Linked DNA regions of Sus scrofa: region 2 is linked to region 1. Evidence: chromatin contacts called from public Hi-C data. All regions are on one chromosome and are shown on one strand. The core of a region is the stretch at or near the end of the contact, and the rest is flanking DNA. Distances in the headings are between cores, read along the strand shown.

What was found. A called contact is a pair of places that touch in the nucleus more often than the background predicts.
Region 2: a contact with region 1 is called in a Hi-C map of skeletal muscle, with 2.4 times the contacts expected there. The contact joins the promoter of MTFR1 here to the promoter of PDE7A in region 1. A contact is called at or near these places in 1 of 5 promoter capture datasets (fetal liver), 3 of 47 Hi-C or Micro-C datasets (fetal heart ventricle, heart right ventricle and skeletal muscle) and 1 of 2 datasets of contacts at active chromatin or transcription factors (alveolar macrophages).

The regions. Positions count from the first base shown.
Region 1 is chr4:68,776,563-68,779,443 of Sscrofa11.1, reverse strand. It overlaps PDE7A (high affinity cAMP-specific 3',5'-cyclic phosphodiesterase 7A), which reads right to left and starts at 1,534. Exons shown (of 13, transcript XM_021089289.1): 1 at 1-1,534.
Region 2 is chr4:68,968,498-68,971,378 of Sscrofa11.1, reverse strand. MTFR1 (mitochondrial fission regulator 1) reads left to right here and starts at 1,381. Exons shown (of 7, transcript XM_021089295.1): 1 at 1,381-1,815.

The DNA of each region.
Region 1 (2,881 bases), core at 285-2,784:
GGGCTAGCGGCCGAGGGAGTGAGCCGTCTTCCTCTTGTGTCGCACCGTAAGGCTCTGTCGCTGTCCCCTCCCGCCGCACGCTGCTCTCCTCCCCCACCAATCCTCATCCTGCAGCCCCCTCCATCTCTTTCCCTTATCTGCTCCCCAGCCTAGGCGCTTGCGCATGAGGCCCCACCGTTTAGGGACATTCCCCTTATCGCTAAACTCTGGCGTTGGGGCGCACTGAGGGTGTAGGGTGGGTGGGATCAGCCTACGCAGGAGGCGCGATTCTGGCCTTTTGACTCCAGAGACCCAAAGCACGCGGCCCACTCGGAGCGCTCAGCCCTGACCCTGGGGTCACCGCCGCGTTTCCCTCCTTGAATTCCCATTCTTGGGCTTCGCTGGGGACCGCTGCGGCAGTGACGTCAGCGGGCCGCGCGGGCACCGTCCTCCCCGCTACGTCACTGCCAGTCTCTCGGCGGGGACTGGCTCGGGCTCCCCGCTAGCAGGTGCGGGGGGCCCGGGCTGTCCCGGGCTGAGGGGCTAAGAGCCGAGCAGAGAATGCGGGCGTGAGGAGGGGGCGGGGAGGGGGTTGGTGGGAAAACACCGAGACTGAGAAAGAAGTGAGAGTACGCACTGGAAAAAATGAGAAAGGATGAACATGAGAAGACAAAGGGGAAAGGAGACTGCATACCCTTTTACCAAAAGTGTTTTTGTTTCTTGGCTTTGATTTTGAGAAGGTGGGAGAAAATAAAAGAACTTTTCGACCTAGTTTGTAAACTGGATATGTAATTTGTAGGTTTATTTTGTCACATTTTCCCCAAAACTGTCAAAGATTTTCAGCTGCAAGCTTTTGTTTCAAATGCATTCCAGCTTCTGGGATGTCAGCCTGAACAAGCACTCCCCTGCCGGCAAAATTGTTGACTTGGCTCCTCTCTCAAAGCACCCACTCTTCCAGTTATGTGCTATGACCAGCCACTGGCAAGGTGGCAGGTCTTTGGAAGTATTGCCTAGCCCGTGCCTGTGAGATCAGGTATCATATGCTCATGATCCCATAAATCAACAGAAGTCTGCAAGACCTTTTATCATCTTTCCATGGCATCTGTTTCTTTTATAGCATTTAAAACTTTCTACCTCCTCATGGTAATTTTCTACTTTTCTGCTCGCTACTATTTTTTTTGGGGGGGGGCGCTTTTTAGGGCCTCACCCGTGGCATATGGAGGTTCCCAGGCAAGGGCCAAATTGGAGCTGCAGCTCCTGGCCTACACCACAGCAATGCAAGACCCAACCACGTCTGCAGCCTATAACACAGCTCACAGCAACGCAGGATCCTTAATCCTTAATGCTGGATCCTTAACCCACTGAGGGAGGCCAGGGATTGAACCTGCAACCTTACGGATACCAGTCCACTGAGCCATGACTGGAACCCTGCTCTCTACTATTAAAAGAATATAACTTCCATTGTGGTTTCATGGATTTTTTTCTTCACTTGATAGTAAGCTCCCCTTTAGCACCCTGTTAACCACCCAGGTTCTTGGACTCTTTAATCAATAGAAATTGATAAGAGGCCAGGCTTTATTCGCTGCAGCAGGAGAGAGTGAAAACAAGCCAGTTCCTTTGCTGGCTCCTGGGAGTGGGTGGGTGTGTGGGGAGTTGGTCCCTTAAATGGGGTCAGGGTAGGGGCAGATCCTCCTGCTGGATGCAGGGATCATGTGCGATACCCTGCTTTTGCTCTCAATATCTCAGCTGAGTTTGGGTCTTTTTGTATCTTGTTATTCATAATTTGCCCCAACTGCAGCATTTGTTCAGGTGTAAGCACTGCAGCAAAGGGTCCCAGGTCCGCAGTTCCAGCCTGTCTCACACCAACTTACCCAACTCATCTTTGAAACCCCAATTACTCCCACAACATCCAGTAGATGTATGGAGCATCCTCTGTATTTTCTCTTATTTACTTCTGACAAAAACCCCGTAGAGTAATAGTTTCTAAATTGAAGCTGGGCTCGGAGTCAGAACTTGCCTTAAATCTCCCACAGATAAATGGCAAAACTTACCTCAAATAATGTTGAGTTTTGTGTCATCTAAACACCCAGAAGGTAGTATTGGTGTGATACTAGACAATATATGCTGAAGTGACTCTGTTCCATTAAGTCATTCAATAGGACTCAGGGCACTAACCAATGCATCTCCCTCCAACAGAGAGGTGAGCTAATATGTACTATGTATTCACTGTGAAACACTATGGGTATTCTACATACAATCTTCAACTTAACCCTACACAACAGCCACTATGGGAACTCCTACGTAAGTAAAAACTTGATCGCAATTCTACAGATGGGGAGTCAGGTTTCAAGACCCTAAATTGTTTGTGCCACCAATCTCTGTTCTGTATGACCTCAGAGCCATGCATTTTCACCAAACCATGTGGTTTCTCAAGACCAGAACTTCAACTCTTCACAGTATACTTTATCGTATTGGAAAGTATATTAGCATTCTTCAGAAAAGCAGAACTGGAGTTCCCACTGTGGCTCAGCTATAGTGGACCCAACTAAGAACCATGAGGATGCAGGTTCAATCTCTGGCCTTGCTCAGTGGGTTAAGGATCTAGAGTTGCCCTGAGCTGTCGTGTAGGTCACAGACTCAGCTCAGATACCACGTTACTTTGGCTTCGGTGTAGGCCGGCAGCTGAAGCTCTGATTGGACCCCTAGCCTGGGAACATCCATGTACTGCAGGCACATCCCCAGAAAAGAAAAAAAGAAAGAAAAAGAAAAGCAGAACCATACGATATACTGGGCCGGGTGGGGAGGGGGGTGCAGAGCTTGATTTGTCGCACATGCACCTCACCCAGGATGAAGACAGGCTGGAGGAGCTGCAGGCCTAGCTCTGGCCTCTTGCCAATGAGGT
Region 2 (2,881 bases), core at 132-2,631, 190 kb before region 1:
AAACCCATACCCTCATGGATACTAGTTGGATTCATTTCCACTGCGCCACAACAGGAACTCCCTGTAATCTTATAATTTTAAAAGTGTGATGACTGGAAGATTTCCCCCTAGATTAACTTTTGGCTCAGCACATTTCAAACTCTTTTCTCTTTCTCCACCCATGTGCATCTACTGCCAGGTGCCCTGGGACACATTCATTTATGAGATAGAATAGAGTGTAGCTAGGAGTTTTCCTGGAAGCTATTCCAACACCAGGAGAGTCAGAAATAACTTATCAGGGAAGTGGCTCCAGTTCCATCTCAACTCTTTCCCTCACTCAGATCCCCCAAAAGCCCAGAGCCACTCCAGGGCACCTAGAAGGGAAGTGTGAAGGAAAGGAAATTGGCATGGAAAAAAGCCTTAGCCAATCCCTGTTGAGGACAGCTCTAAGACATATGAGTTTAAAACTACATATGATCATGTGCATTAGGTGCTGGGGCCCCTTTAAAGAGTTGAAAACTACATATGATCATGTGCATTATTAGGTGCTGGGGCCCTTCCTTGGCTCTTGGAGAGAGCTGGTGCAAGTCAATGGCAGATGCTTCATTAGCTTCGCACTAAATCCACCCTAGGAAAATCTCATAAGCAACAAGTGAACTTTGTTAGATATATCGCCATGCTCTGCCCCTGCCCCTTGAGCTCAGATGCTTCTGCTGCTTCATCAGACCCCAGCCCAAGCATTCTCTTCTTCCAGATGCACTCCCTGAGAACCCGGGCAGGCTTAGGCGGGTTTCCCAGCCCCCTCCATACCTGGTTACAACTTTTGGTTATATAAATTAACCTTGTTGTTAGCCCGTAGGCTCACTGAGGGCGTGGTTCAAAGCTCTTTAAAATCTTTGTATTGTCACAGTGGGCCCCTAACAAGCCCTTGTTAAGTAGATGAATTAACGCTTTTGCTGAAGGGGGAAAGCCTCGCCAGGGAGAGACTTGGGCACCCGGATTAAAAACTTCAGAGCTCTGTTGTCTGCTTACGACCTCTGGGATCAATTACAATGGGAGGGTAAGAGAAACAGCCAATCAGCAATAGGCTCTTGAAAAGCCAAACAGAAATAGGTTTCTCCGCTCTACGTATGAATCTTTTGTCAGTCCTACCCATATTACCATGCTTAATATATTGTTAGCTATTAAGTGCAATGATCATATTTTCAAGAGAGAATGAATTGAACCCAGAGTGTCTTGGGATACTCAGCTACTAAAAATCACGTGTCCCAACGAATAAAACTTAAACATGTTAGAACCGAAGACTTGGTAAAGTAAAATCCTAACCCTTCAGGCACTTTGTACAATCCGACAGCCCTACTTCCCCTAGACAAACACACCCGAGATACGAAGTCCGCAAAGGCTGGGTGAGCACAAGTTGCTACACCGCGAGATGAAACAGCTCATTTATTAGCTTAACAAGGGCTAAGATTCACATCTTCTTTCAAGGTAATACACACTTGGGGCTACATTCAGAATGTGGGTCTTTCTTGAGGTTGAAGTTTACAAAGCACTTGCCAAGGCAGAGAACTGAGGACAAAAAGCAAGGTCCACGGGAAAGCCCACGCGATAGCCGAGCCCAACGCGTGCGCACACTGCGAGAGGCCGCTCCAGGCTCGTGCAGCGATCTTCTGGCCTTCCGCTTGCGGCTCCCGCCTCCAGGCCGGAGGGAGCCGTTGATTGGTGAGCCTCGCCCGGGCTCGGGGCGGAGATTGGGTGATTGGCAGCAACGCCCCGGGACGGTCAAGCTGGAAGGTGGAGTAGCTGAAGAAGCCGGCGGGCTGCCTCGCGCCGGAGGTAGAGTGAGGTAAAAACTCTGGAAAGCGGTTGGCTTGGGGTCGAGGAGGCGCCCCGGGGACGGCGGCGGGAACCTTTGGTGACACTCAGGGTAGGAGGTGAAGGAGCCGGGTTTGGGTTTTCGGGGAGGCCGGCGGGCTCCGCGTACCGGTGGGGTGTCCGCGCCGCGGCTGAAGGGAGGCGGAGATGTCCGGGGGCGGCCGTGCTGGCCGAGGGCCCTGCTGGGGCTGGAGCTTTGGCGGAGCGGAGCGAATTCGGCCGACTTGCCGGGCAAGGCAGGACTCACCCACCCGCCCACCTATTCTCCCCATCGCTGCCCCCTTCCTCCCCCGGCCTTTGGTCGGTCGTCGGGAGCCGGCAGTTCGCGCGCCGGCAGTCAGGCAGCGGCCCAGGGAAGGGCCTTTGCGGCAGTTCCCTTGGGTGTTGCGCTTTCCCGGGGGTTCGGTGGCGTGACTCGGCGGGTGCTCCTCCTGTCCGGGCCTCGGGGATTGGGAGGGAGGAGCATACCTGTTGGGCCGCCTGGGAGGCGTAACCAGCCTCAGCTGGCCGGCGTCCCCGTTTCACTTTTCGCCTCTTAGAACTTGCCACTTTGTCTTCCCGACCGGGACCGGGATTTGCATTAAGCCCCAAAGGAAAACAGAAAACACCTCGACCTTTGGACATTTAACAGCACTTTTTATTATGGGAGTCTTCAGACTCTCCAGTGTCACGAGGATAGTAGGAGAGCTCCGTGCACCCATTACCCAATTTAAAATCAGTAACTGGCCAGGCTTGCTCCTTCCCCCGCCCCGATTATTTTGAAGTATATCTCAGACATATTTCATTTCTTGTACATATTTCCTCATGATCAGCAATTGTACTTCTTTTCCAGTCATTTGCTTTGTGGAGAAGTTGAGTAAAATAAGGCACTTTTGAACGTGTAGATAGCGCTAATTTAGTTTGCGCTGCAAGACTGTGGGTAGTTCTCCGAAGGTAGAGTTTCATTACCTGAAAACAAAGGTGCCACATAATCTAGTTTTGTCTGTAGCTTTACTGCTTTTGAGTAGTAATAATAGTACTGATAATT